7 separate regions of the Mus musculus genome follow, and regions 1, 3, 4, 5, 6 and 7 are each linked to region 2. The links are chromatin contacts, called in public HiChIP or PLAC-seq maps. All regions are on one chromosome and are shown on one strand. Each heading gives the region's core, a stretch centred on a gene start, on an enhancer-like site or on the middle of the called end of the contact. The rest is flanking DNA. Distances are from core to core; before and after follow the strand shown. Region 1 overlaps Slc25a21 (solute carrier family 25 (mitochondrial oxodicarboxylate carrier), member 21). Region 2 holds the start of Pax9 (paired box 9). Region 3 overlaps Slc25a21 (solute carrier family 25 (mitochondrial oxodicarboxylate carrier), member 21). Region 4 overlaps Slc25a21 (solute carrier family 25 (mitochondrial oxodicarboxylate carrier), member 21). Region 5 overlaps Slc25a21 (solute carrier family 25 (mitochondrial oxodicarboxylate carrier), member 21). Region 6 overlaps Slc25a21 (solute carrier family 25 (mitochondrial oxodicarboxylate carrier), member 21). Region 7 overlaps Slc25a21 (solute carrier family 25 (mitochondrial oxodicarboxylate carrier), member 21).

Region 1 (3,482 bases), core at 4-2,503, 380 kb after region 2:
CACGCATTTAAGTGATTTCTTCACTATTTGAACATCACAGGATCTCCTCAAACAAATGACACAGCTACAGGATCACAACAGGATAGAATTTTATATACTCCAGACAGGAATACTGTCCTCTATGGCAGAAGGCTATAGTTGTCAGGCTGCGGCTTATGCCACTTACATTTTTCTATATTGCCACAGAGAACTTATTTTCCTGCTGGCTTTATATAAAGAGTACAGGCAGTTTCTTTGAGGTGAGAGAGGTGATCATACCCATCAAATCCAAGAGAGTTTTACCCAAATGACAACAATCCTACCAAGTGTTTTAAGCTACCTTACTACAACATCGCAAGTCTAAGATTAGAAGCTGGAAACCACACTCGTGGGATTACAAGAACCGCATAAGAAATATTAGTATATCCTCGTGTCTACATGGACTTGAGTCACGATTTAAATGAAGACACACAATATCATGTAAGGCAAGTTTTTAAGGGTCATTACTTGACACCTAATAAATATATTTGTAGGCTGGAGAGATGGCTCAGCTGGAAAGAGGGCTGACTGCTCTTCCAAAGGTCTTGAGTTCAAATACCAACAACCACATGGTGGCTCACAACCACCCGTAATGAGATCTGATGTCCTCTTCTGGTGTATCTGAAGTCAGCTACAGTGTACATATGTATAATAATAAATAAAATCTTTGGGCCAGAGCGAACAGGGCTGGCTGGAGCGAGCAAAGGTCCTAAAAAATTCAATTCCCAACAACCACATGAAGGCTCACAACCATCTGTACAGCTACAGTGTATACTTACATACATAAAATAAATAAATAAAGCTTTAAAATGAATAAATAGATAGATAAATAAATAAATAAATAAATGTAGCTACCAGTAACTGATATTTAAAATGAGCCTTTTGCTTGAATCTCTGATATCCATTTGTCCAGTTTTCAAAATGGCTAAGCAATGACAGACACAGTGCTTTGTAAATGACTGTTTTTTAGATGGCTCCTTTTGCTCCTAAAGGAACTCAAATCAGGTATCAATTCCAAATAGCTATCCCTAGACTCCCACAGTCAGGGATTTTTTATTTTGTTTTGTTTTGTTCTTTTGTTTTGGTACAGCTGTGAGAAGGACCCAGATTTTATCTCTTTGTGGGAAGCTCCCCTTTTTCCAAGCGTTGGTGGAGCTCCTGCAGACAGACGTACAGTAGCTTGAGCGTGTGTGCAGCGGCTGTGGCAGCTCAACCATGCAATTTTATAGCAGGCAGCAAACAAGGCAGAGAATTCAGGGTTAAAAACTCAAGTGGAGTTCTGTCTTCTGCAGTAATGAAAGCTGACTCAAAGAGTAAATCAGATGGATCTCCTAACAAAATGAAACCAGCTGTCTGGCCTGGGCTGGGCTCTGATTTAGGTTAAGTAATTATTGCTCTAGTGTGGCTCAAGGTTGTTCTGTATTGGTGAAATAAGAGCTCACATGAGAATCATCCAACTTTTTAATTTACTGTAGCATCAGAAATTCCACTGTATAAAGAATTCAAGAAACGTAATCTTCTAAAAACTTTACCTATAAGCGTTTTCAAATACCAATTGATTAAATCTTCCAAGACATAATTGCACAATACGTAATTACATTATAGTAAGAACCTCTAGTATCTATGTTGATAAAAATATTCTATCATTAACTTTAAAATAGTGTTTTTCAAATTTTGCTGAAATGATATATCCTCATTTCCAAATAACTAAAAAGATAATTTTTATATGGAGAACTTTTTATGAAGAGCAACCAAAGAATAGCCACCTCTTATGCCCCTAGAGAAGTCTACTCTGGTAGTACAAATGTTTTTCAATGAAGCCATGGCATACCAGTGATGGTTTAGAAGAAAAACAATTATTAATAAGGAAGCAGAGTGAAAGGATATACTCGTGGAAGAGATTTCTATGATTTGCAATATTCAGAATAAAATAATTCACCCATCCAGAAGATTGGGAAGATAGCTCGGCACATACAACTATGAGCGCATACAGTTCTTACACCACTTGAACTCTTGTGGTGTACCCATATCCAAACACACTCACATAACTAAGGATAGTAAAAATAAATATTAAAAAAATGATTCCAGGGCTAAGAATGTTGTTAAATGGTTGGACGTTTGCCAGTTATGTGCAAACTGTAAGTTCAAACTCTAGCAACACATACGCACACACCTGCATGCTCACATGCACACACAGTCTCACATACATGCACCCTCACACACAATCATGCACATTCTCCCACTTACACACAGACATGCACACACATGGTCATACGCACTCTCACACACAGACACACAAATATGCACACACACAGGCATGCACATAGACAAGCACACATACAGATACGTACACAAACATACACACATACTAACACACACAGGTGCTTCCACATGTGGAACTCTAATAAATTACGTGTTTTTAAAAACATCTCTTTATATTTTCTGATGGAGCACATTAAAGCCGAGATGTCTTGGTCTCTTTTTCTGGCTGTATTTAAGTCAACTTGGAATCACCAGTGCACTGCTTACATGTATATGTATGTGTGTAGGAAAAGGAGATACCTCTGTGATAGAGCACATGCCTAGCATGTCCCAGCACTGAAGTAGTAAACATTTATACAGAGCAACATGAACTGATTTTCAAACACTGGCAAAATGTTACATTATAGACTGTTCCTTCACTAGTCATATTTTAAGTGTATTTTCACTCCGTTGTGTACATTTAACTCAGTTCTCAACAAATAGTACATCATACTGAGAGAGAGCAGTTGCATAGGTAGTTTAAAGCAAAGGGGAAAGTTTCAGACGTTCTTCTGACAATTACTATTTCTGGTCACGGTGCAGGACATATTTACCTTCCAACGGGACCCAGGGTTGCAGCTTTCCTGAGTCTAAATGATATTTCTCACAAGTTCTTGGCAATTAGTCCACATAATGCTTTGCAGCACATCAGAGAAACAAGCAACAGTTACATGTTCATAGCCCTGTATCCTTTTTGATATCAATTTATTTTTAAATAAAATAACATATCATGTTTAGGCTTAGTTAAAAACTGAGCTGTGAAACTCCATAGAAGTATATAATTTACTTAAAGATTAAGAAGAAACTCTGTAACAATATTTTAAAGGAAATTTTATTTTTTTTTCCTTTCAAACAGTTGAGACTAATAACTAAGATCCTTAAAAAGGGCCCGGTGTGGTGGCGCACGCCTTTAATCCCAGCACTCAGGAGGCAGAGGCAGGCGGATTTCTGAGTTCGAGGCCAGCCTGGTCTACAAAGTGAGTTCCAGGAAAACCAGGGCTATACAGAGAAACCCTGTCTCGGAGGAAAAAAAAAAATCCTTAAGAAGGAAAGAGAAGAATACTTCTAACACCACACAGCCAGGACTTTCCTTTCAAAAAACTAAAAGCATGTCCACAGCTCTTACTGAATGAGTCTTTGTGAACAGGTAAATATCATTAATG
Region 2 (3,825 bases), core at 1,181-3,680:
AGGCTTTTGGTTTCCTTCTGGCCCGAGCCAGCTGCAGGCCTTTCTGGTTGTGTTTTGGTTTTGGTCTTAGATTTTTCCTTTCAGTAAAAATTCTCCTGATTCCCCCATGACCTCTTGGATCCAGATCTCAGTAACCAGGGGCCCTGGACCTCAGTGACCCTTGCTCTTTCTTGAAGTCCTGCATCTCTATGTCCACTAGGGCTCACTGGAGGGCTCTCTTCTCCATCTCCTACCCTCTTCTACCCACTCCTTCATTTCTTGTCTCTCACCTCACACATCTCCGCCCTCCTGGTTTTTGCTAAGACTCCTGGGATCTGTGGCTACTTGATCCCTAGGGCACTGTGTGCCCTTGCTTGGGAAGGGGAGTTTCCTCACAGGCCCCTTCTTGGAGATGACATGGCTCTCCTCTATTCCAGCATCTTCGGTTTATAAGGTCTCTAAGCACCGGGTGGTCATGGGCGCTGAAAGTGGCCCAAAGTGCCCAAGGTTGATTTATTCTGGGCCTCCAAGAATATTCTGGTAGGAGAGCCTGAGGGACACTGAGGAGACCCAGTAAAATGCTGTCCGCGCATGCCCAGGGAGATCACCAACAGCCAGGTCCAACAGATAGAAAGAAAAAAAAAAAACCGATAGATGACCAACAGTAGACCTGTGCAAGAGCAAGGGAGGTGTGCGACAGCTAAAGGGGGCGGCAGTAGATGTTATGTACTAAACCCCAAACTAGACACACAGGTCTCTTGATCACTCCGGGTTGATGTAGCTAGATTCTCATTAGGACACCACATCTTGCTAGTCCACACGGGCTGGGGCACTATCTCTGTACACCAGTTCAGAAGGGTGTGAAATACTCAGTGGGTGCACGGAAGTAGAGCAAAGAGCACACTCAGAGAACACTTCTTGCCCGTGAGGATGAAGGTTCCTCATCACGGAGCAGAGCACAGTATCTTCTGTGAGCAAGTCTCAGGCGAAGTTCTGATCTCCACTCAGTCTCTGAGTTGCAAGTAATTTATACTATAGCATGGGGCTGGGGGTGCTTCTGAAATCTTGGCTTTCCTTGTTATAAAGCACCTGACTACGCAATACAAGTATTGAGCGGAGACAAGGATGAAACCACAAAGTCGAGCCTTGAAATGACTTTGAACATCTGAAACCAACAAATAAAGGGGGGGGGGGGCTATGTTCAAGTATTTCTATTTGTGAAGCCTCATTGTGGAAATACCTGACTGCAATAAAAGACATTTGAAGTAATCTTTCAATCCTTAACTTGATTGTAACTTGAATTCAGGGTGCACACCCACCACAGAAGCAGATGCCTGGAGATCAATGGTCAGCTCCAAGACTGATTACTAGACGTCCTGGGCTCTTGTCATTTACTGGTGAACATCGGGATTCCTCTGATTTCTTTGTGTGCAGAACCTTCGGGAGAGTGCGCGCATCACCTACATCCTGGATATGTGTTAAAGAGAGGGCTGTTGTGATGGAGACGAAGTAATATCATCCACTTTCCGGTGTCACACAAATACCCGAATCCATTCACAATGCTTCTCTTCCTTATTTCGTCCACATACGTCACAACCTTGTCTCCATAAAGAAATGCATTTCTCTGTCCCAAACTCTTCTATCCGTTTCGGATTTGGGTGAATGAAAGTGAAAAATCCCCAGGTAGGCAGAACCACACAGCATCTGTGGTAGCTAAGCTGAAGTCGCGGGGAATTACATACAGATGCTCAGAGGCAGTGTCAGCGGGTACCTCCTTGGGGCTGACTTTCATATTTAAAATCAAACCTTTCAAGGTGGCTCTATGGTGTTGAGAACCCTGGCAAATTCTTACACACGGAAACCAGGACCCTGGGTGAGTGATGCAAGGGGGTGGGATGGGATGGACGTGGCCACTGCCACCAGCGCTCCGGGGATCAACCCTCCTTCCCCGTGGACGTCCTGTGCTCCTCTTTAGTCTGGTTTTTTAATTTTTTTTTCCTCACTGCACCTGGCCTCTGCTAGGATCCTGCTTGACTGAGGTTTAGCCCCTCACTGCTGGACTAACCACTTCGGGCGGGGTACGGGAAGGAGTCTCTTGTCCTTACACCTCAAGCGCCTCCTCCACTCGACTTCTCCCCATCCTGAGTGAACTGGAAGGAGATAGAATTTGTGGACAAGATTCTGACAGTCCCCAAAGGTCAGCATGACAGGTAGTTCTCAGTCATCCCTTAAGGGTCGTGCCACTTGTTCTCTGAGAGCTCTAACCTCCAACTTTAATTTGACAAATTCATCTCTTCCCCAAAAGGTGTCCTCGGTCTCTACCCACTTAAAGTTATTCAAACCGAGACCAAAGCTTCTGTTCGCTTATTCAGCATTTTTATCAGCTTGATTTTGCACTCTGTTTGCGGCGCCCCTGGGAAGACGTCAAACACTCTTATTCATTGTATTTAGTCACCCAGGTGCGGAGCCAGCCAGAAACAGACGGCGGAAGGAGTTTCCCGGACTGAGCTGTCACTCACCGGCCTGCACCAATTACAACGCAGATTGCTCGCGGGCCCACCTCTTTTGGGGTGTGTCACAAGTGAGTGATAGACTGAGCCGCCCGGCCCTGCTCAGCCCAGCCCACGTTGCTGCTTAGATTGAAATGCAGAACTCAAGCCTCTTTCAGCCCGGCACAGACTTCCTTTTACTCTTTCCTTTGGCACTCTTGTCGCCTCCTCCCGGGAAGAAGCCAAGGCACCCTCGGCTTGGAGCAGCGACAGGCCGGCTCAGTGAGAACAAGAAAAAAGTTTCTTTCTGGGAGTGCGGAACTGGGGCCGGGTTGGTGTACTGCTCAGAGCAATGGGTGAGTGGCTGATGGGGGACGTTGTCAGATCCGAGGAGGGAGGGAGCGAGCAGGCGAGGGCTAGAGGGAGGGAGCTGAGGCGCGCCACCGCGCTGTATTGACTCAGACTGCGTCCGTCGAGCTGTAAGCACCCTCCAAGGGTCAGTGGCGGAAAGGGTTCTGTGAGAGCCACTGGGTGACAATTGATGCCATTTTGCGATTTAAGGGAAGAGGGCCGTGGCATTGGCGAATCTCGCAGCTCCAGTGTCAATCCAAGTTTTGTTGCACACGTGTTTACACTTGCAAGCAAAACAGAACAAAAACACCCCCCCCCCAGCTTTCTCTGGACTGCGTCTAACCCCGCAGAAGGGAGGGGTAAGGCGGTGGAAGGGAGCAAGGGCCGAGTGTTTTGGTACCAGGCAGGCAAAGAGGGGCGCGCTGGAGCCTCAGAACCGATTTCCCCGCCTGCTTCGGAGAGTTTTAAGTGTCCGGAGTTGCCCTGGGTCTCTCTTCTTGTTTGTTGTTGGGAATCGCAAAGTAGGAGCGAGGTCTGGCCGCAGCTTGTTTTGAGACGTTTGGCTCAGGCCGGAACAGTCTGGTTTCGGGGCAACCCCAGTCCTTATAGAAGGGTGTCATAACCCTGCCCCTGGACGCTCTTGGAGGCCGAGTGGCAGGCGGCTGTCCCAAGCAGTTGGTGCGCGTTGTGGCGCGCTCTGTGCTCCTTTTGCAGAGCCAGCCTTCGGGGAGGTGAACCAGCTGGGAGGAGTGTTCGTGAACGGAAGGCCGCTGCCCAACGCCATTCGGCTTCGCATCGTGGAATTAGCCCAACTGGGCATCCGACCTTGTGACATCAGCCGCCAGCTACGGGTCTCGCACGGCTGCGTCAGCAAGATCCTGGCGCGCTACAACGAGACCGGTTCGATTTTGCCGGGAGCTATTGGGGGGAGCAAGCCCCGGGTCACCACCCCTACTGTGGTGAAACACATCCGGACTTACAAGCAGAGGGACCCAGGCATCTTCGC
Region 3 (3,642 bases), core at 1,089-3,588, 260 kb after region 2:
GGAATTGAGAAATGGGTGAGATTGGGGTGCATGATGTGAAAATCAAAAAGAATCAGCAAAAATTATATTAGTAAGAAAATATTCAGTCAGTTAGGACAACTGTCTACATTTCCCACAGACATTGTTTTTCCATGGGTGAATTCTTCACCAAAAAAAAAAAAAAAGTCCTCTATCAGAAAGAAATGACAAGATCCCTGACATGATTCCAAGGTCCAAGAAAGAGACAGGTGATATGGTAAGGTGAGCACTGTAGACTGGGAAATGCTCGCAACGGTTTATGTTTGATGGTGGACAGGTCCACATGTACAGAGACATAGATGGAATATATATCTTTGGGCAGAACCTAAGTGAATTAGCTACTTTTAAAAAGGCCTCTTATTTTTGTCCTGGGCATCAACATCTCTTTTTAAGGACACAAAATATTGTCAACTACAGAACGGTGTTTGTTTCCTTTAAATGTCAAGGGTTACAGTAGAAGTGGCAAGGCCAAGTCTTCTCTGGCATCTATGAGGAAGAGTGCTGTGAAGAAGATTCAGTGGTGAGTGATGAACGCCCATGGAGTGGAGTTCCCTTTGAAATCCAACATTCCTCAACCATGAGAATGCTGCTATGGAATTCAACAACTGGGAAATACGGCACAGGAAACACCACTTGGATGTGATTGGGATTGGCTCCTGCCTAACATCTTTCTAAAGCTACTGTTCAAGACTCTTCATTATGGGCTCTAATGTTTTCTTTTTCTTTTCTTTTCTTTTCTTTTCTTTTCTTTTCTTTTCTTTTCTTTTCTTTTCTTTTCTTTTCTTTTCTCTTCTCTTCTCTTCTCTTCTTTTCTTTCTTTCTTTTTTTTTTGTTTTTTTTTGTTTTTGTTTGTTTGTTTGTTTCGTCTTGTTTTTTTGGTTTTTTTTTTCGAGACAGGGTTTCTCTGTCTAGCCCTGACTGTCCTGGAACTCACTTTGTAGACCAGGCTGGCCTCGAACTCAGAAATCCACCTGCCTCTGCCTCCCGAGTGCTGGGATTAAAGGCGTGCACCACCCCCACGCCTGGCTAATGTTTTCTAAAGTTGGTGGGACTGCAGCATTCTTCCAAGGTGGAAGAAGAGTTTGTCAATGACACAAAACTACAAAGGCATCAGAGTTTATATGGTGATTACCACGCTAAAACCCAGGCTGCATCATGCACTCTACCTGGCTCAGCACAAGCTCTGTGGAAAAACAGAGGCTAGACACTTCTACTGGAGAACTTGCAGGACATTTTTGTAAACCTAATTGCAGGGACCATTTGGGTTAGAGTAAGGTTGCACAATAAATCTGCCACTCTTAGAGGTCCGGCGTTCACAATGCATATTGAACCAATCTTTCTCCTGTGAAACTGTGTAAGCTAGATGCGGTGCCACTGTAGTAAAAGGCTCCTCAATAAACTGTTTTCACGAGAAAGTTTGCCCACTCATGTGTCCCAAAGCTGTTGTAATCTTCATTGTTGAAGCTGCTCTAACAGCAGGGACATTATTCTAGTTCTTGACATGTTTAAAATTCTCTAATGAATAAAGCTAACAGCTCATGGTTGCTTCAACTGTCACTTGATTATCCCGGAGGGATTTTTCCTCTCTCTTTTTCTTTCTTCTTCTTTTTTTTTCTTTTTGTCTTTAAAATTGGCCTCCTAGTTTGTTTTTAACTACCTTGAGCACAGAGGTCTGAAGGGGAAAACAGATCAAAGATCAGCTTGCAACATAAAATGCAGCTGTAGTTAATTAAAGGCAAATGAAGGACATCTGACCGGAGTCTTTATGAGCCGCCTCGTCACACATTCAACAGTCTATAATCTCTGTGACCTTGTCCCTTGGTCCTGAACTGTCGCCAAACCTGAGAATTGGATATGTTTCAAGTTATATGCTATAGACGAATGGAGAAAAGGGAAGAGTGTCCAGGGTGTGGCTTGAGAAAGAGGAAATAACGTGGAGACAGGTTTGCTTTAAGTGTTGTCTGCTGGGAAGTGAGAGAATGGCAGTGTTTCTACAGACCATAGAGTGTTTCTTCAGATTGAAAACTGCTTTGCTACAGACAGAGTGCTAAAGGTAGCAAACACTCAGAAGGTCAATTGCAATACACACATTGTTATGATCGAAAGAACTTGAACTGAGAAAACTTGGGCATATCCCTATGATTTTATAAAAATTGTTTCTACTTTAAAAACCTTAAAATCAAGAAGTATTTTGGCACTGTGAGACTGTTTGCAGACGGCCAAGGTGTCTGACTGTCAGGAACAGATGATGAAGTAAAAGGCCTGAGCTCTGGCAAGTCATTTGATCTCTATCAACAACAGTAAACATGGCTATCAAGGCCCACAGTGGCCCTTAACAATGGATCTACAGAATATATTAGAGACAAGTCCCAGTCCCCACTGTGAGTGAACAGGTCCTGCCTCTGGCTATCAGCTAACCCACTACAGGCTCAGAAGCACACAGACCCTGCACTAACCGTCACTTTCTCTTGGGTGCAGGCTGGGCATTCTAGAGAACACGCCTACTTCACAGGACCGTATGAGGGAATGGAGGGATTATAGCTGCAGGAATGCGGTGGACACTGCAAAGTCTGACCTAATATAAACACTTATTGAGATGCTGTAGAAGGCCCGGAAAATCAACTAGGGCCTACTTTTGAATGTTTACCGTGTACCTAGATGTGCAGTGTATAAACAGATAAAGCACCAGTAACTATTTTAAAAGTAGTTCACTTTACACTACACATTGTGTCCAAATTACCCCAAGTCAGCTATCAAAATCTAAAGAAAGGACAAATAAAATGATCATTTTTGATGTGATGTGCGTGTGAGTGAGTGAGTGTGTGTGTGTGTGTGTGTGTGTGTGTGTGTTTTCACAAAGAAACTTACCAGTTTGAACTAACATAAACTTACCAACCTGGCCATCTGTAGCATATTACAAAGGCACTGCCACTGTTTCAAACCTTTTGAGGCCCTACAAGAGTGCATTTAGCCCGTGGCATACATTTTTATGTACTCTAAAGTGGCAGGTCCTTGTTTCTGGAGAGAATGAAGCCTCAGGTGGAACCAAGAGTGGTGAACCCAGGAGCAACGTAGTCTGGATGATTTCATCTTAGATGTTGTTGAGCTTGAATGTTTCCTCTTCCCAAGTTCAAATCAGCATTCAATCACTGCTGTGATGTTATTAGGTAGAGGGGTCTGAAGGGTGGTTAGGCCGTGGGGGCTCCGCTCTTATGAGGGTGGAAGGAAGTATGAATTCATAATAGAAATGGGGCAGAAGGGATGGGCATGTGAAGCAGAGAACTGTGGATGCGGGTGCTAGGCACTGACACTGGAGATGAGGAACTGCTGGGTACCAAATGATAAGATCCTTATTTGAGAGACATATATGTCAGGATCACCCAGGTCCTGGGAGGGAATTAGACTATCGAGAATGAATCTGCAAATGAGAGATGGCCCAACACAGAACTTCAAGGAACACTGATGTCTTGACATGATTTGCTATTTTTTTCTTGCATTTTTTTGCAAGGCAAATATTAATTTGCAACATTTATCTAATTTCTAATTAAAAGCTGCCAGCTAATGGATTCAGCACCCTACAGCTTACACTCAGCAAGCAAACCTTTCAGATTCTCTCCACTATCC
Region 4 (3,626 bases), core at 370-2,869, 400 kb after region 2:
TATCTATAGCAGCAAAATTAAAATCTAGCACATAGTAAACATGTGAGCAAATAAAGCCAATAAATCAAAGAAAGGTCAAGCAAAGACTGGAGGTGACTTTTCCATTTGCTATGGGATATCCTTTAATCCATAATGTGTTGATGTTTCTCTTTTAAAGTAGTATTATAACTTTAGTTTCTCAATATATAAAAAGGAAAACTATTATGCATGGAAGAAAATGCCTATAATTTTAGCACTTACGGAGATGAAATTGGGAGCTAAAGGTTCTATAGGCTAGCCTGGGCTACACAGTAACTTGTAGACAAACCTGGGTTGCATAGTCTGCCTGGAACAAGAAAACAAAACTACATATTTACTTCTATTATTTAATTACAAACATATTTCTTCTGATGAAAACCAATAGCAGAAATGTTAGTTTTGAGCTAAAAGTATACTTATCTACGAGTAGAAATCTCAGTGCTGCCAGAATATTTCTAGAATAACATCAAAATACTTTCCTCAATATTTGTAGGAACTTGGCCTTTGAGTAAAGTGATTAATTTTTAATTGATTGTTGGTTTTAATTGTTTTCAGTTTAAACTTGAATTTTGATGTATAGTGTTGGGTTTTCCAAGGAAAGGGAAATGTTACGAGTCACTGAAAACTGAGAAAGACTTCAGGATCGAGGGAGAATAGGGAAAGGCAAATTTTTAGGCTTCCTAATGAAAAATGTTCTTTATGCAGCTCTGTCTTAAGAAGTGATGTCTGCGGTCTTTGGCTTTTAGATTAGGGAACCTGCACCCCAAACCTAAATGCTAAGGCATTTATTCACCAATTCATTTCCTCCTGGCAAATGAGAAAAAGGTCTCGTGATTGGCATTTCCCAAACCTTATTCCAATGGAAAACCCTAGTTGGTCTTTTACTATAAAGGTGATCAACACAGCTAAGATATTCTTTTCAGTTTTCAGTTGGTGAGACACAAAACAGGGAGGCCATAGTATTCCATGCTCTCTTTGTACCACAAGGCATGGTGTCTCAACTGTCCAGTGTCTTAGAACATTTGGTTGTAAAGTGTCTTTTCTACAAAGTCCCCAAAGACTAATTTCAAGGAAGAGGTCATATGGTTCTAACATTTACCAGCATTTTTCTGAGTCTACAGCCTACTGTCTCCTCTGAAAATTGCTAGAGACTATGAAAAGTCTACACTACAATAAGGAAGGCAGTTAAGTGACTACAGAAATAAAGGAAAGGCTTGTGGAAATATTTTGACAGAACTGATCGATCCTGTAACTCTTTTCTGTAAAGTCTGCGGTTTTTCACATGTTAGGCGAGTGTATGAGGGCATGTGAATTTGGATGGGAAGTGTAAGTACTGGGGAAAACAAATCCTTCACTAAGAACTCAGTGCTAGAGAGTGAGGAGCGTGTGTGATGGAGGACTACAAAGTCATGACAGGAACTCTGCTGCAAGAAAGCCCGAGACAGTCAGAGACTCAAAGTAATGAACTGAATTCCCCAAAGTCTCAAGCAGTTTCCACCCCAGGGTAACAAAAACAAGAACTCATGTTTGTTTGTTTTGGAATCTCCATTTGGACCTGGAAGGTCAGCCTGTGAACAGTCAAGCCATTGTTCCCCGGCAGCCATCCTGATCGCTGTCCAGCACCTGACGAGGAGTTAGGAAGCCTGGGTTCTCTATCTGAATCTCTAATCAACCCACACTGAGATTCTTGAAGAGTCACTATTTCTCAACTCCAGAATAGCTGAGAAATGACCTACCCCTCTGGGCAACAGAGCACTAATGGAGAGCATGCTGTCCAGAGCACTACAGCAATTTGCACTTATTGGCACTTGGAAATATAAGGTATAAGGCTGATGCCCAATTTACTTTTGACTGAATATCACTACATCACACGGGTCTTGGGTTAAAAACCATTCTCCAGCCTCAGCCTTCTGAGAAGCCAGGATTTCAGGTATGTGTCCCTACACCTAGCTAGGCTTTTAGTTTCAATAGTTTGAGACAACAAATATTGTCTTACTATTGTATTATTTCTGCCAGGTCCTAGTCTAAGACTGTAGATAAATTAATTTCAATGGTCACAAAGACATTATTAGAGAAGTATACTATGGTCTTCACTGACAAATGAAATGACAAGATCACAAACAAGTACTTGTCCTAAGTGGTACAGCACAGGAGTGGCGGAGCTAGAGGGCCCTCACCTTCTGCAATGCTATACGTCCATGTTAGTTCCCACGCTGTACCAGATTCAGTGCTATGGGGAGGGTTAAGCTGGAACATATATACTCTCACTTAACTGTTTGATAAGAACAACCAACTCTAGATTTGGCTCACACAATCATGGACTATAGTGTATAAATTTATACTCTTCCTTCACCACAAAGAAGAACATGGTTGCCCTATGAGGTGCAGGTATTTAGGTAGGGAAAAAGTTTAATAGCTTAAAGGTGGCATTTAAAACCGATTTTTTCTATTCCTTGATTTGTGTGTATTGGGAATAAAGGGAGATTTGAACATGTTAAATATCAATTTCTATAGTCATTTTTAATAATTAAACTTCTGGTCAATTCCTAAACTTTCTTTACTAATAGTTGGCAGTGAATACCAAGTGCCAACAAGCTTATAAGATTAGATCTGTTTAAAAACATTCTCTGATGGAGGTTTCATGACGTTAATGTTTTATGAAAGCTCACATGCATCTGTGTCTGCTCTCTGCTCGGACTTTAGTTATGCTGCCATCAGACTGTACAGCAGAGAGGAATGTCAGGTCCCAAAGGAAAGAAGAAAACAATTAAAGTACACAGTGGGACTGTTGAGAGTAGCTGCAAAAGTTGAACTGCTTCTGCCACATGTAAAGTTTCTGCTTTCTACTCTAAAGATGCTCTGGGTCTGCCTTAAACAGGGGCAAACAGGACAGTGGAGTCTTGTTTGGCCTTCTGCAGAGCTTGCTCTACGACCTCACAGTGCAAAGAAGCTGCTTAACAGTTCAAACACACAGCTCAACAGCATAAATCCCAGAGAGATCTCTCATGCGAGACCTGTGAAATAACTGCACTAACTAGCAGCTCTCCCAAAGCTTTCCAAAGTCTCCCATGAGTCAGAGTTTGAGAGACGTTGAAGCTCAGGGAATACACACTGTTGTGGTTGCGTTAACTCCAAACCTATCTGCAACCGAACCACATGAGTTTTAAAATAGTGCACTGCATACTGGAGGAACCAGATCTCGATGTGAAGCCCAGAGCCATGCAGCAGACTAAAGAAACAGTTTTTCCATGGTGAGGGTTGCATGTCTGCAATGTACATTTTGTGCACTAACAGGGGTTCACCAATGCAAACAACTGCTGGGGGGCTGGAACCAAGGTGAAAATTCGGGAGCAATAAGAGAAACAAGACCTGAAGTGCCAGTGCAGCGAAGAGCAGAGCAAGGCCCATTGCTGGAACTAGACTAAAGAGCACAGGCAAGGAGGCTCCAGGTCTCACCAAACCCAGATGCTGATGCAAAATACAGGAGTGAAGGCTGAGTCGTTCTTTATCAAACAGCACAGGACAATCCTTCCAGAAACAGAAACTGGGCAATATAGCAAGAGCTATCAAATCATTCCCAGCAGAGTCTTGAAATGGAGCACTAAAGA
Region 5 (3,694 bases), core at 125-2,624, 430 kb after region 2:
AGCTTTCATTCTTAGCATGCTTTTCTTAAATTCTGAGAGCCTGTTTCACCCAGGTATCCTCACTGTGGTTTGCACACACATGTGGGCCCTCCCAAAAGCAACTTCTAATCAGGAAGGTATCACGAAGTTATCTCAATGTGAGACAGAATCTCACTCTCCAGTTCAGGTGGGAATATACAGGGTCTTGTTTGAACTAAGGCCTCTGGAATACCACAAACCAAAGAGGTGTAATCTGTTTGTTTGTTTGTTTGTTTGTGAGTTTGTTGTTGTTGTTGTTGTTTCGAGACAGGGTTTCTCTGTGTAGCCCTGGCTGTTCTGGAACTCACTCTGTAGACCAGGCTGGCCTTGAACTCAGAAATCCGCCTGCCTCTGACTCCCAAGTGCTGAGATTAAAGGCCTGTGCCATCACCACCTGGACAAAGAGGCATAATCTTAAGAAAAATCTCAATAACAGCACTTGAGAAACAAACTTAATAAGAAGCTGCTAGTTAGAAAATGGTCCCACACATGCAGGTATGGGTTAACCCAGGTACCGTCACATGTGGCATCTTTAATTCCCAAAGGCATGGTTGGCAACAATGATAGAAAATACTGATACCTATGTGACCACTTTGTCCCAAGACAACATGTCACTCTTGGTTGGTCCCCAGAAACATTAATTACTGCTTGTCCCTGCCAAGTACGCTCATCCCTCCTGCCATTCCTGGAGCCAACAGGCTCTCTTATCTTCACCCAGGTTAATTTCCTGCCATGGGCACTTTGGCATAAGTTCAAGAAAAAGTGCTGACTTGCCATCTTTGGACTCAATGAGTGCTGTCTTCCTGTGAGTTTATTGCTCCCTGACTAACCACAGAATGTAACTATTTCTCCAGATTTCCTGTATTCTTCAGACTTATCTGTTGTGAAACAAAACAAAATAAAACAAAAACAAAAAACATTCTGCCCTTTGCCCACAGGAAGGAAAAAAACATTTTTGCATATATGATATAGCCCACATAGATATTTCTAGTAATAGTCCTAGAAACCCCTCGCATCTATCCTGTCTGGAACCAGTTTCTACTAGACCCAGTCTCTAACTTCCCAGAACAGTGCTCATCTTTATCTGATTGTGTCAGGTGGTGCTTAGATTGGAAAATACAGAGAAAGAGTTTCACCACATAACTACACAGAGATAGACAACCATTTTCACCTCCTTTGATGCATCCTATCAATAAAATAATCCAATTGTGGTAAAAAAGAAAACCTGTTTTGTCCTATAATGAGAAAGATACTTCTAGTGAGTCAGAACTCTTCCAGAGTTGAAACTACTGTTGTCTAGGGTTTCGTGATATATAACATCACACTACTGAATGAAAATGAGACAGGACAGCTCTCCAGAAGGAGCTAAAAATAAGTAACTTGATATCCTACACATTCTTCACCCATCCCCCACAGCCGCTCTTCCCCACCTTGTCAGCCTGCCTTAAATCTCAGGCTTACTGTCAATGATGCTTTATTCTGTCATTTCTGTTTAAAATCAACACTGGAAGTTCACATTTAACATGCTTGCCCATGAGCCTCTTACACACTGCGCTGTCTAAATGAAACGTTATGAGCTGGGGCTGTGCAGTTTCACAACGATCTCCTTGCACACAGTGTCACTTGGAAAAAAAGTCTTCAAGGGCGGAATCGCTTCTGGGACATGTTTTCAAGTCGGCTTAAGCAGAATGCTACCCCAAACAATAAATGCGACATAACTCTCCCTATTTTTTTTTCCAATTCACACACTAGCAATCTTGGGTTCTCTGCAGAGATTTCAGCTGAAGAACTTGGTGCTGTGATCACTTTCCCACCACCACCAACTCTAATTTCTTTGGCAGCTGTGATGTTGAGTTTTTACAGCTGTATCTTGAGGTCTGAGTTCATCTCTAGCTTATGCAGCACCTGGCAGATGCCAACCCAACTTGTCCAGCTCCTCGCTGTTGAGCTCCACGTTCTTGGCACTTCAGATGAACATGGCTTTGTCCTTATTGAGCCCCGGCTTAGAAAGAGGATTCCTCTTCCTTGCCAACTGTAACATTTTGCCTTCTGCCTTCCAACTCGGTTCAGCCCGTGGGGCTCACCCCCGAGATTATGAAGGCAAAGGGAATTGGAGGGCTGGTTATTTATTTCCCAGCATCCAGTTCTCCAAGCACAGTTTTGAGCTTAGTGCCCGCCATTAAGGCCACATAACCTAATAGGCAGACTGTTTCTTGCACATTAGCAATAACCATGGGCAGTACCAGTTGCATATTGTCAGGCCTGGATGTTCTATACTCTTTTGTTAGTTCTTTATCTGGTTCTGCTTCAGTCCCAGGATCTTCCTCACCTTTGCCTTCCAGTGGGCTATCTGGTAAACCTTTCCACCAATACTACTTTACATTTCAATTTTCTGAGTATTTCCTTTTTCTTACTGGTTTACTTATTGAATGGTTGTAGCCAGATTCTCTTCTCTTCTCTTCTCTTCTCTTCTCTTCTCTTCTCTTCTCTTCTCTTCTCTTCTCTTCTCTTCTCTGCTCTGCTCTGCTCTGCTCTGCTCTGCTCTGCTCTGCTCTGCTCTGCTCTCCTCTCCTCTCCTCTCCTCTCTTCCCCTCCCCTCCCCTCCCCTCCCCTCCCCTCCCCTTCCCTCCTCTTTCTGCACTGTTTTTATTTGTTTGGTTGTTTGTTTTTGTATATTTAAATTGCTGCTTTAACCAAGCTGGGGCATAAATAATGAAAACAAATTACATTGTATTTCTCCACTTAAATTTTATTCACCTTTGAAGATCTATATTAATGCATTAAAAACAAAATTTCACTTAAAATCACTTAAATTTAAAAGACAATTACATCTGTACAATATTAACAATAGAATATTGTATTATATGAAGAAGCAATAACTAAGTATCAAACTGTTAACAGCATGTCAAATTATGGAAGTGGCTCACTGAGGACCTTAACTTATTTTATTTTATAGTGTTCACATTTTTACATGAATTTTCACTTATGTATAACAGAAAAGAAGAGATATTTTTTTTAAAAAAATAAAGAGATGACATTTTAGATTACCTTTGTTTTCCCATGTCCACATGGTGTTTGAATGAATGTACAGATTGGAGATATATAGGGTGGTAATTTGATTATTGAGTCACATGTGACCCAGCTGAATGAATGTAATAACAGACAGATGATAGTTTATGTTGTTGATATGAACTGATTTCCCTTGTTCCATATTTTAGCAGCCAGTCATTTCCACAATTGGTTTAGACCCTGGGAGGATACTCAGCAGGGATGCAGTTTTGAGCCCGGGACATTCTCTCACAGCTGGAAGACATTCTGTGACTGCACACGATGGGGCTACTGGAGAAGGGAAAGATGGGCAGCTGCCCTGAAGCCAGACTTATGCTGCTCGAAGCAAGCAAGCACCTTATTCTGGCAGTAAGAGTTCCCACGAGCTGTTCAGGCTGTAGGTTCAGGATTCAAACTCAAGCATTACAGCTCATTTGAGGTAGCATCCCTATCTAGAGACCACGTTGTGAGGCATCCTAAAGTCTGAAGAAAGGGAGTGAAGCTAGGGAGAGGTCCAGACTGCTAGGCCCACTGTCAAACTTGTCACCAGTTTTCTTAAGAATAAACTACAAAGACTAAGAAAACAAGTTTTTGCTTTTATAGAGAACATACTCAGCATGAAATATAA
Region 6 (3,488 bases), core at 329-2,828, 440 kb after region 2:
ACCCAGGCAATGCTAATGACCAGGCCGCCAACAGTAAGGCTTGCTTCTGACCAGAATTCTAACTCCACTACTTACTCATTCTCTCTCCCAGACCCCCACCTCCACCTCCACCCACACAGTGTGTATGTCTCTCTCTCTCTCTCTCTCTCTCTCTCTCTCTCTCTCTCTCTCTCTCTCTCTCTGTGTGTGTGTGTGTGTGTGTGTGTGTGTGTGTGTGTGTGTCTGTCTGTCTGTCTGTCTGTCTGTCTGTCTCTGTCTCTTTGTCTCTCTCCTACTTAAGAGTTCAGAACCACACAGAATTTTGTTTGGGGTTATACAAATTCCTTCACAATTTGTATAGAAGTCTAACATAACTTTTTAAAAGCCATGACATGCCCATAATGTATACAGAGTCTCTGACTTCCGCTCTAAGCGAGGCTTTTTCCTAACTTAATCATACTCAAATTTCACCCCTTTTAAAGATCCTGATTCAAAAATGTTCTCTCATTCTCCACAGTCCACAAATTTATACCATCTCTTCCTGTGGTGTTTTATGTGCATAAATTAAAAAAGAATGTCTTCCAAAGAGGAATAAAATATAGGGGGAAAAGTCATAAACTTTCTAAATTTAGTTCATTTTTATTTCAACTCTCAATATATGTATTCACAACATATATATTTATATTTATACATGTTTATGAAATAATCCATTCATATTCCTTTAATTACACAGAGGTGTTGGGTCAACACAGAAGCAATATCCTAGAATTCGGATTATATCACTATGAAATCTAACATATAAGGAAATAAGAAAAGGAGAATTCTTCAAAAACCACCCCACTGGCAGGTTGCCTCTCTCTGTACAATTCATACATTTATATGAAGCCCTGTGTGTTTCTTTTGTCAAAATCACCCTGGCCAGGTGTGGACCTCATCCTCAGACAACTTGCTTTGTGCTGTTTGATGCCACAGAATGGAAGGAAGATTTCATATGAGGTGTAGACACACAGCCTTTCTGTCCAGAAGCTGAGGGCTCAATTTGACATAGACCGCTACTTCTTTAAGGAAGCAGAGGTTGGGGGGGGGGGCTTCAAATCGAAAAGCTATATCCTTCTATGATGACAGAGATAATTAATGAAGTAAATGAAAACGTTGGTGTTTGATATTTTATGCCAATGAGTTAGACTAGTCTACATCGGCCCAAGTTGATGTCTTATCTAATTGCCCTTTAAAGTGACACCTTCCAACACACATGCAAGACCTTTGCTAAATTCATTTATTTCCATCTTTCCTGAAATGATGATGAATGGTCTGAGCTCCATTCAATTATTTAAAATGTGCAAAGAAACAGAAACAATGAAACTGGCAAAGGCCTCTACATTCTTAGGAACAATTTGGGCTAATTAGCATCAACTTCTCCCCCATTCATCATACCCCTTTAGAAATATAAACAAACTGTCAGCTCTAACCTAACAAACAGATCACTGAGCTACTTAACACAAATTATTCTTACATGAAAAGCTCCTTCTCAGGCAATATTCTCCTTTAGGGCATCTGGGGAACTGAGCTATTAAAATTGAAGACATATGTTGCAGTCAAACTTGGCTCCCAGACTGTAATGATTGCTGCTGTGACAGTTTTCAGTCAGCATCCTTGCTGCTAGCAACTCAGCCCCCAAGATTTAGGGTAACGGAAGTCAGAGAGAAGGAGGCTAACAGCCCTGCACCCTGAAGACACCCTCTATCCAGCCCCAGTGGCACCCAGGTGTGAGCATCGACCTTCTTGCTCTCCCATTGCAGCTCAGGGCTTTGCTTTGTTTGGTTTGGATGTGACAAAGGACAAGGAGGTAAAAATGTGGTCTGCGACAAGACTGTGGATTTTAACATGTTATTTTTCGCTCCATCCTACAAGGCTTGTGTTACATAGCTCTGAATATTTAGCTGAAGGCTGTAAATCTTGCCCTACCATTACAGAGAAACTGACAAAGATGTGACCAGCAGGGTCCCAATGAAGGAACAGCTTTCAACAGATAGGTGTGGTCCTTCATATTACCTAAACACTCCAAACTCTTACCTTTCAACTAAGGGGACTAAACAGAACTTGATTACTAGTTTATCTTCACGTGCTATATTTAAATCCTGGCTCTGACATTGAACCAAGGTATTATTTTCTCTGTTGTGTAGATGTCATCAGACAGATGGTTACTTCTCATGCTTTTTGATGCTTTCAGTATCTATAAAGTCGCCATGAACACTGAGTTAACTCTTCCTGAACTACTCAGAAGAAATAGAAGGCAAAGTTCCTCTGGGCCACAGGTCAAATATTTTTATTACTCAATCAAACCAGAACCTTATTTAACGCATGGTCCTCTGTAAAGGACCTTGTTTACAATGAATTGTTGACTCTTCGACACAGAACTCACAACCAACTGCAGGACTACAACATGTTGGAGAGTGAAGTTCCCCTACCATATGTGTTTTCCTATAAGGAACAACACAGTCTAGCATTTAGACACACTAGGCAGCACTTCAGCAGCACGCTTGGAGGTCTCTGTAAGCAATGCAATCATGCTCCAAGTACAAAGATGAGAGGAATGTGGTGCTGAACAGATCTTTGCAAGGTCAGGAGCTGAGAGAAGACAGCCATGCACTATCCTGTTCAACATCAGATGGCTCAAGGTTTTCACTACTCAGCACATTGTAAATAACCAAGAAACATCCCAAGTCTTTATTTGGACATTACAGAGACATGGTGGTGGTGATGATGTAAATTAAGAACCATGAGATCTATGAATATGAATATCAACTGCATGTATGATGTTTACAGATATATTCTCCTCTCACATTCCCCTCTGCAGTTGTCTGAGTATTTTCTCAGAAAGGCAAAGGGCATAGTCTAACTGTGAACTGGGGTGTTTGCAAGTTAATTGATGAAGTATATGGCCACAGACTTCCTACACACATTCTCGAGGAGGATGCAGGCTTTAAAAACTGATTGGTGTACGTCATCCCCTTGGTCACAGTGATTCCTTCAAAAACAAGGACAAGACTCAGTCTGAGCAAATGACATATCAGAGATATTTGCTGAGTACTTCAGGCAAAATGGGCCTACAGTAGCGACGGATCCTGAGGACCCAGCCTCAGAATGAAGCAGGCATTAGAGAAAGCCAAAGGGAGAAAGAAACTGGGCCCTTGGTGGGATTAAACAGCTAAAAGGGGTTCATATTTCTTCACCCTATTTTTTCAATTAAATAGCTAATAAATCATGTTAATTATTTAGAGCTTGGGTAAAGTTTTGTTTTTCTTATACCCAAGAAACCCTAATGTATTTACCTGCTGGTTTCCTTTCTGCTCCTAACATAAGTAAAGGCATACATGGATGCAGGCATGCACACCTGTGTGCACACACAAATGGGAGGGGGATAATTTCATTGAATTATGTTTTGCTCACCTTATGTTTTAGTTCAGGGCATCATGACTGGCATATATCAGCCACTGATGGATACGTTG
Region 7 (3,654 bases), core at 984-3,483, 480 kb after region 2:
AGAAGAGGGCATCAGATCCCATTATAGATGGTTGTGAGCCACCATGTGGTTGCTGGGATTTGAACTCAAGAACTCTGGAAGAGCAGTCAATGTTCTTAACCACTGAACCATCTCTCCAGCCCACTTATATATTTAAAATTTTTTTAAAAATTAAAAGCAAATCAAATCTAAGATAGTTTCTACCAGTACTAAAATGGAAAGTTGAAAAGCTAAAGTAAATAAAATGTATTCTCTAAATAAAATATGGTGTAGACATCACCAGATAACCCAGCTGCCAAGGAGACCAATCACATGGTTCGTGGTGCATTTGATGTGCTATCACATGAATGACCTCACAAGGTGCAGTTACGACCTTCTGAAGCATGTCTTCATCTCATTTTCTCTCCTGCTTATATAATGGTGTTGCTAGCTTTGGCCTCGGCAATTTCAAATCACATGTTCTGCCTCTGTCTATACAAGTGGGAAACTCTCTCGTGCATTCAGAGCACCGTGTATAGAGCTCCTTAATGCAAGATCTGTGGGTTACCTTGGGTAAGCATAAGTAGGACTTAATTCAACACACATTTGCACAAATTCCCGATTTCAGGGAAGACTCTGGAGTAAGACTCAGGAGTGTCGCTCTGCTTCTGCTGAGCTGTCTACTACTGGGCTGCATTAGTTTCCCCATCTTCAAAAAGACGCTTGTCTCTGACCTCCACCGTCGCTGCACTGCTCAGAACTGAAGGAGAACGTATGCAGAAGAATAACAACAATAATGCCCGCCCTAGCAAACAGCTAATGATTATGGCCAGTGATACATTCAGTTCAAAACTGCATATCCATCCAGAGAAGCAAATATGAACTGTTAGAGTAGCTGGACAGTACTGGAGAACGCCTTTAATCCCAGCACTCGGGAGGCAGAGGCAGGAGGATTTCTGAGTTCGAGGCCAGCCTGGCCTGGTCTACAGAGTGAGTTTCAGGACAGACAGGGCTATGCAGAGAAACCCTGTCTCGGGGGGGGGGGGGGGGCAGGGGGGAGGTTAGAGTAAATGTTTATTTTTAAACTCTTACAGAAGTTTAAAGTTGAATCACTAACATGTCTACTAAGACAAAATGATCTATTGAAATATAATGGAATTCTCTTGATAGAATAAAGGAACTAGAAACTGCCTAGACATTGTGCTTCATACCTATGGTCTCAACACTCAGGGTCATCATGACTTTGAGACCAGTCTAGACTTCATATTCCAGGCCAACTACTACTACAGAATAAGACTCTGTGGCAAGACAAAAAGGGAGAAAGAAAAAAAAACCTAGAATTGATGCTTAGTAAATAAAGTCAACTGCTCAAAATCACCCCCCCCATATGCATCACTTCTTGTGTTTTTCTATATCTTATCACTTTCTTTTTTTTTGGTTTTTCAAGACAGGGTTTCTCTGTGTAGCCCTAGCTGTCCTGGAACTCACTTTGTAGACCAGGCTGGCCTTGAACTCAGAAATCCACCTGGCTCTGCCTCCCAAGTGCTAGGATTAAAGGCATGCACCACCACTGCCCGGCTATCTTATCACCTTCTTATCAAAATATCATCATTAGTAAATTTCTCATGCACATATTTTTTCTGGGCACATTAATATGGTGAGGCCTTACCCTTAAACACAGTATTGCTCAACTTCCACTACACACTGGAATCAAATGGAGCAATTTAAACACTGGTGAGTACTTAATTCAATCCTTAGAGACTGATTGAGCTTGTCTAGGGTGTGGCCTTGGCATTAGTCTCTTTTAAAGTTACCTAACTGATTCCCAAGTGTCCAGGCTAAGAACACTGCTTTGGGAGTCTTGCCCAGAAGATTAGCATTCATTGCTCATGTGGCTGCTTGGCCAAATAAGTAGAACATGTATTTTATGTGTATTATTTCATTTAACTTACAACAACCTATGGAGAAAGATTCTATTGTTATCACAAGTCTTTTTTTTTAAATAAGAACATGAAAAATAGAAAAATTCAGAAATTTGTCTAAGGTTTCAATGGTGTTAATTGGATAGGGCAGAACCCACAGAGCTCTGTCCAATTCCGGCACGGAGACTATCACTGACTATACAAGAGGTACAAACAGCCAGGAAGTAGAACTTTAAAAAGACAAGGGCTTGTGAGTATAAAAGACAAAGTAATTACCTCCAGGATCTAAAACCACTATAGTAAATGTAGGGTAGGGGTCGACCTCTTCAGCCTGAATGTCAGAATGGATTGTACATTTTCTCAGAACAATAGTATCTGAGGGGAAGAACAAACCCCAGGCAGTGTCTAAGCCTAACTGCATACCTCCCAGTTGCCATGGACACGGAGGAACAATGAAATCATTATTTGACTATTATTATTTTAGTTGCTAGTCAGCATGTGATTGCATCTGTAAACTGCATTTTCTATGTTCCCTGTGGATCAGGGGAGCTGTCCCTCCTGGTGGTGACAGAACAGCCAGGAACAGAACAGCCCATCTCAGGGGAAAGTCATCTTTATCTGTCAGTGTTAGTCAGCTGAGAAACAGAGCTATAGGCAGCTGAAAAAACAGTTGGACTGCTTTAAGTTTACAGGTGGCTCATAATGGAAAGTTTTACACACTCAGATTCCTTTGCAAGTTAAAAAAAAAAAAAAGTTTGGATGGAACAGGAAAAAGAGCTGGCAGTATTTTCCTGCAATGCTTCTAACTTCCAAAAGCAAAATATCAACTTGTAGTGAAGCCTGGTGAATCAAGGCCACGCCTTCTGGCAAACAGGCTTGGCTAATGTTACCGCCCTTCCTACACAGTACAATCCACAGGGTTAAAATCAGAACAGCCACCAAACCTGTTAGCACGAGGTTTGGCAGACACAGAACACTCAAGAAATGTTTCCTGAGTGAATTCATAGATATTCAGGGTGTCAGTTTTGAAAAGACTTGAAAATCAGCTCGTGGACACGGTGACAAAGTAATGCTGGCATGTACATAACAGGAGAGCTGCTTGGAGCCCAGAGAGGAAGTATTTTAATGCATCTGCGTATGTGATGGAGTGGGTGTGCGTAGGGAAGGAGGAGGGGAGTGTGTGTGCATGTGTGTTGTTTAAGTGGGAGGAACCAGGAGGAAAGAGGAGATGATGTTTGGGAACTTCTTGAGCATTTGGGTCATCTTTTCTCTCCAGGGATACAGGAAAAATACATTTCAAGAAGGTGGGGTCTTTATTTCTCACTTTGATTAATAATGATCAAGAAAATGTATTCACAATAATATTAGATAATTTTAACACCTCAAATAATCTTACGAATGATAAAAAATAGAATATCTACAACATAAATCCCTTGTTAAAATAAATGATCTTGGGGAGACCCTAAATACTTAATAAGGTAACTATAACAATATGAATTAAGCAAAATTCTTTATCCCATAAGTACATTTAAGCATCATATGTTGACTTAAAGTAAAATTTCAACAGAATTTCTCCCCTTGACCTATTATGGGACTTAGACATCTCCAGAACCTACATAATGACTACATTGAAGAAATAAAAAGATCACTTTGGTGAAAAGATTAACACTAATGATATCCAACTTTGAGAAGGAAACTGAATTTTGAGTTCAATGAAATAAGGTTAAATTTCTAGACACTAAATCAGAAAAATACATTTTATATAGTAAATTCG

What was found. HiChIP or PLAC-seq counts read pairs in DNA pulled down with a chosen protein or histone mark.
Region 1: an H3K4me3 HiChIP or PLAC-seq map of craniofacial prominence shows a contact between it and region 2, with 4 times the contacts expected there. The contact joins the enhancer-like site here to the promoter of Pax9 in region 2. A contact is called at or near these places in 6 of 39 promoter capture datasets (cranial neural crest, frontonasal cranial neural crest, liver and 3 more) and 3 of 115 datasets of contacts at active chromatin or transcription factors (craniofacial prominence, embryonic limb bud and stem cell-derived neural progenitor cells).
Region 3: an H3K4me3 HiChIP or PLAC-seq map of embryonic limb bud shows a contact between it and region 2, with 3 times the contacts expected there. The contact joins the enhancer-like site here to the promoter of Pax9 in region 2. A contact is called at or near these places in 8 of 39 promoter capture datasets (cranial neural crest, embryonic stem cells, frontonasal cranial neural crest and 5 more), 1 of 15 datasets of contacts at CTCF or cohesin (the NIH/3T3 cell line), 14 of 115 datasets of contacts at active chromatin or transcription factors (craniofacial prominence, embryonic basal ganglia, embryonic forebrain and 9 more) and 4 of 9 other capture datasets (adipose tissue, embryonic tail, liver and 1 more).
Region 4: an H3K4me3 HiChIP or PLAC-seq map of craniofacial prominence shows a contact between it and region 2, with 4 times the contacts expected there. The contact joins the enhancer-like site here to the promoter of Pax9 in region 2. A contact is called at or near these places in 6 of 39 promoter capture datasets (cranial neural crest, frontonasal cranial neural crest, hippocampal neurons and 3 more), 1 of 484 Hi-C or Micro-C datasets (embryonic stem cells), 8 of 115 datasets of contacts at active chromatin or transcription factors (craniofacial prominence, embryonic limb bud, embryonic stem cells and 2 more) and 1 of 9 other capture datasets (embryonic stem cells).
Region 5: a contact with region 2 is called in an H3K4me3 HiChIP or PLAC-seq map of craniofacial prominence, with 6 times the contacts expected there. The contact joins the enhancer-like site here to the promoter of Pax9 in region 2. A contact is called at or near these places in 12 of 39 promoter capture datasets (the 3T3-L1 cell line, 3T3-L1-derived adipocytes, cranial neural crest and 6 more), 1 of 15 datasets of contacts at CTCF or cohesin (the NIH/3T3 cell line), 3 of 484 Hi-C or Micro-C datasets (embryonic fibroblasts and embryonic stem cells), 6 of 115 datasets of contacts at active chromatin or transcription factors (craniofacial prominence, embryonic midbrain, embryonic stem cells and 2 more) and 1 of 9 other capture datasets (embryonic stem cells).
Region 6: an H3K4me3 HiChIP or PLAC-seq map of craniofacial prominence shows a contact between it and region 2, with 7 times the contacts expected there. The contact joins the enhancer-like site here to the promoter of Pax9 in region 2. A contact is called at or near these places in 10 of 39 promoter capture datasets (the 3T3-L1 cell line, 3T3-L1-derived adipocytes, the HPC-7 cell line and 6 more), 2 of 15 datasets of contacts at CTCF or cohesin (the NIH/3T3 cell line and stem cell-derived epiblast-like cells), 2 of 484 Hi-C or Micro-C datasets (embryonic stem cells and palatal mesenchyme), 11 of 115 datasets of contacts at active chromatin or transcription factors (craniofacial prominence, embryonic hindbrain, embryonic limb bud and 5 more) and 2 of 9 other capture datasets (embryonic stem cells and pancreatic islet).
Region 7: an H3K4me3 HiChIP or PLAC-seq map of stem cell-derived neural progenitor cells shows a contact between it and region 2, with 129 read pairs. The contact joins the enhancer-like site here to the promoter of Pax9 in region 2. A contact is called at or near these places in 18 of 39 promoter capture datasets (the 3T3-L1 cell line, 3T3-L1-derived adipocytes, cranial neural crest and 11 more), 5 of 15 datasets of contacts at CTCF or cohesin (the NIH/3T3 cell line, embryonic stem cells, liver and 1 more), 107 of 484 Hi-C or Micro-C datasets (the MC3T3-E1 cell line, the Patski cell line, Sertoli cells and 45 more), 29 of 115 datasets of contacts at active chromatin or transcription factors (the NIH/3T3 cell line, astrocytes, craniofacial prominence and 16 more) and 3 of 9 other capture datasets (adipose tissue, embryonic tail and pancreatic islet).

What each region holds. Positions count from the first base shown.
Region 1 is chr12:57,075,523-57,079,004 of GRCm38.p6, forward strand. The region is part of intron 1 of Slc25a21 (solute carrier family 25 (mitochondrial oxodicarboxylate carrier), member 21); the gene reads right to left. Among named protein-coding and RNA genes, the nearest start is that of Slc25a21, 120 kb to the right of the region's middle. Within about 2 kb of position 1,254, at least 4 of the 459 cell types and tissues checked have an H3K27ac peak or open chromatin away from gene starts, as enhancers often do. A contact at or near this core is called in craniofacial prominence and second pharyngeal arch cranial neural crest, where this site is marked.
Region 2 is chr12:56,693,041-56,696,865 of GRCm38.p6, forward strand. Pax9 (paired box 9) reads left to right here and starts at 2,431. Exons shown (of 4, transcript NM_011041.3): 1 at 2,431-2,824; 2 at 3,534-3,825. The coding sequence starts at 2,821. Gm15524 (a long non-coding RNA gene) reads right to left here and starts at 1,727. Exons shown (of 3, transcript XR_003950120.1): 1 at 1-1,727.
Region 3 is chr12:56,950,578-56,954,219 of GRCm38.p6, forward strand. All of the region lies in intron 1 of Slc25a21 (solute carrier family 25 (mitochondrial oxodicarboxylate carrier), member 21), which reads right to left. Among named protein-coding and RNA genes, the nearest start is that of Gm30001, 55 kb to the left of the region's middle. Within about 2 kb of position 2,339, at least 10 of the 459 cell types and tissues checked have an H3K27ac peak or open chromatin away from gene starts, as enhancers often do. A contact at or near this core is called in embryonic limb bud and liver, where this site is marked.
Region 4 is chr12:57,091,737-57,095,362 of GRCm38.p6, forward strand. All of the region lies in intron 1 of Slc25a21 (solute carrier family 25 (mitochondrial oxodicarboxylate carrier), member 21), which reads right to left. Among named protein-coding and RNA genes, the nearest start is that of Slc25a21, 100 kb to the right of the region's middle. Within about 2 kb of position 1,620, at least 8 of the 459 cell types and tissues checked have an H3K27ac peak or open chromatin away from gene starts, as enhancers often do. A contact at or near this core is called in craniofacial prominence, where this site is marked.
Region 5 is chr12:57,119,662-57,123,355 of GRCm38.p6, forward strand. The region is part of intron 1 of Slc25a21 (solute carrier family 25 (mitochondrial oxodicarboxylate carrier), member 21); the gene reads right to left. Among named protein-coding and RNA genes, the nearest start is that of Slc25a21, 76 kb to the right of the region's middle. Within about 2 kb of position 1,375, at least 6 of the 459 cell types and tissues checked have an H3K27ac peak or open chromatin away from gene starts, as enhancers often do.
Region 6 is chr12:57,137,618-57,141,105 of GRCm38.p6, forward strand. The region is part of intron 1 of Slc25a21 (solute carrier family 25 (mitochondrial oxodicarboxylate carrier), member 21); the gene reads right to left. Among named protein-coding and RNA genes, the nearest start is that of Slc25a21, 58 kb to the right of the region's middle. Within about 2 kb of position 1,579, at least 6 of the 459 cell types and tissues checked have an H3K27ac peak or open chromatin away from gene starts, as enhancers often do. A contact at or near this core is called in craniofacial prominence and second pharyngeal arch cranial neural crest, where this site is marked.
Region 7 is chr12:57,177,273-57,180,926 of GRCm38.p6, forward strand. The region is part of intron 1 of Slc25a21 (solute carrier family 25 (mitochondrial oxodicarboxylate carrier), member 21); the gene reads right to left. Among named protein-coding and RNA genes, the nearest start is that of Slc25a21, 18 kb to the right of the region's middle. Within about 2 kb of position 2,234, at least 35 of the 459 cell types and tissues checked have an H3K27ac peak or open chromatin away from gene starts, as enhancers often do. A contact at or near this core is called in adipose tissue, fibro-adipogenic progenitors, neural progenitor cells and 6 more, where this site is marked.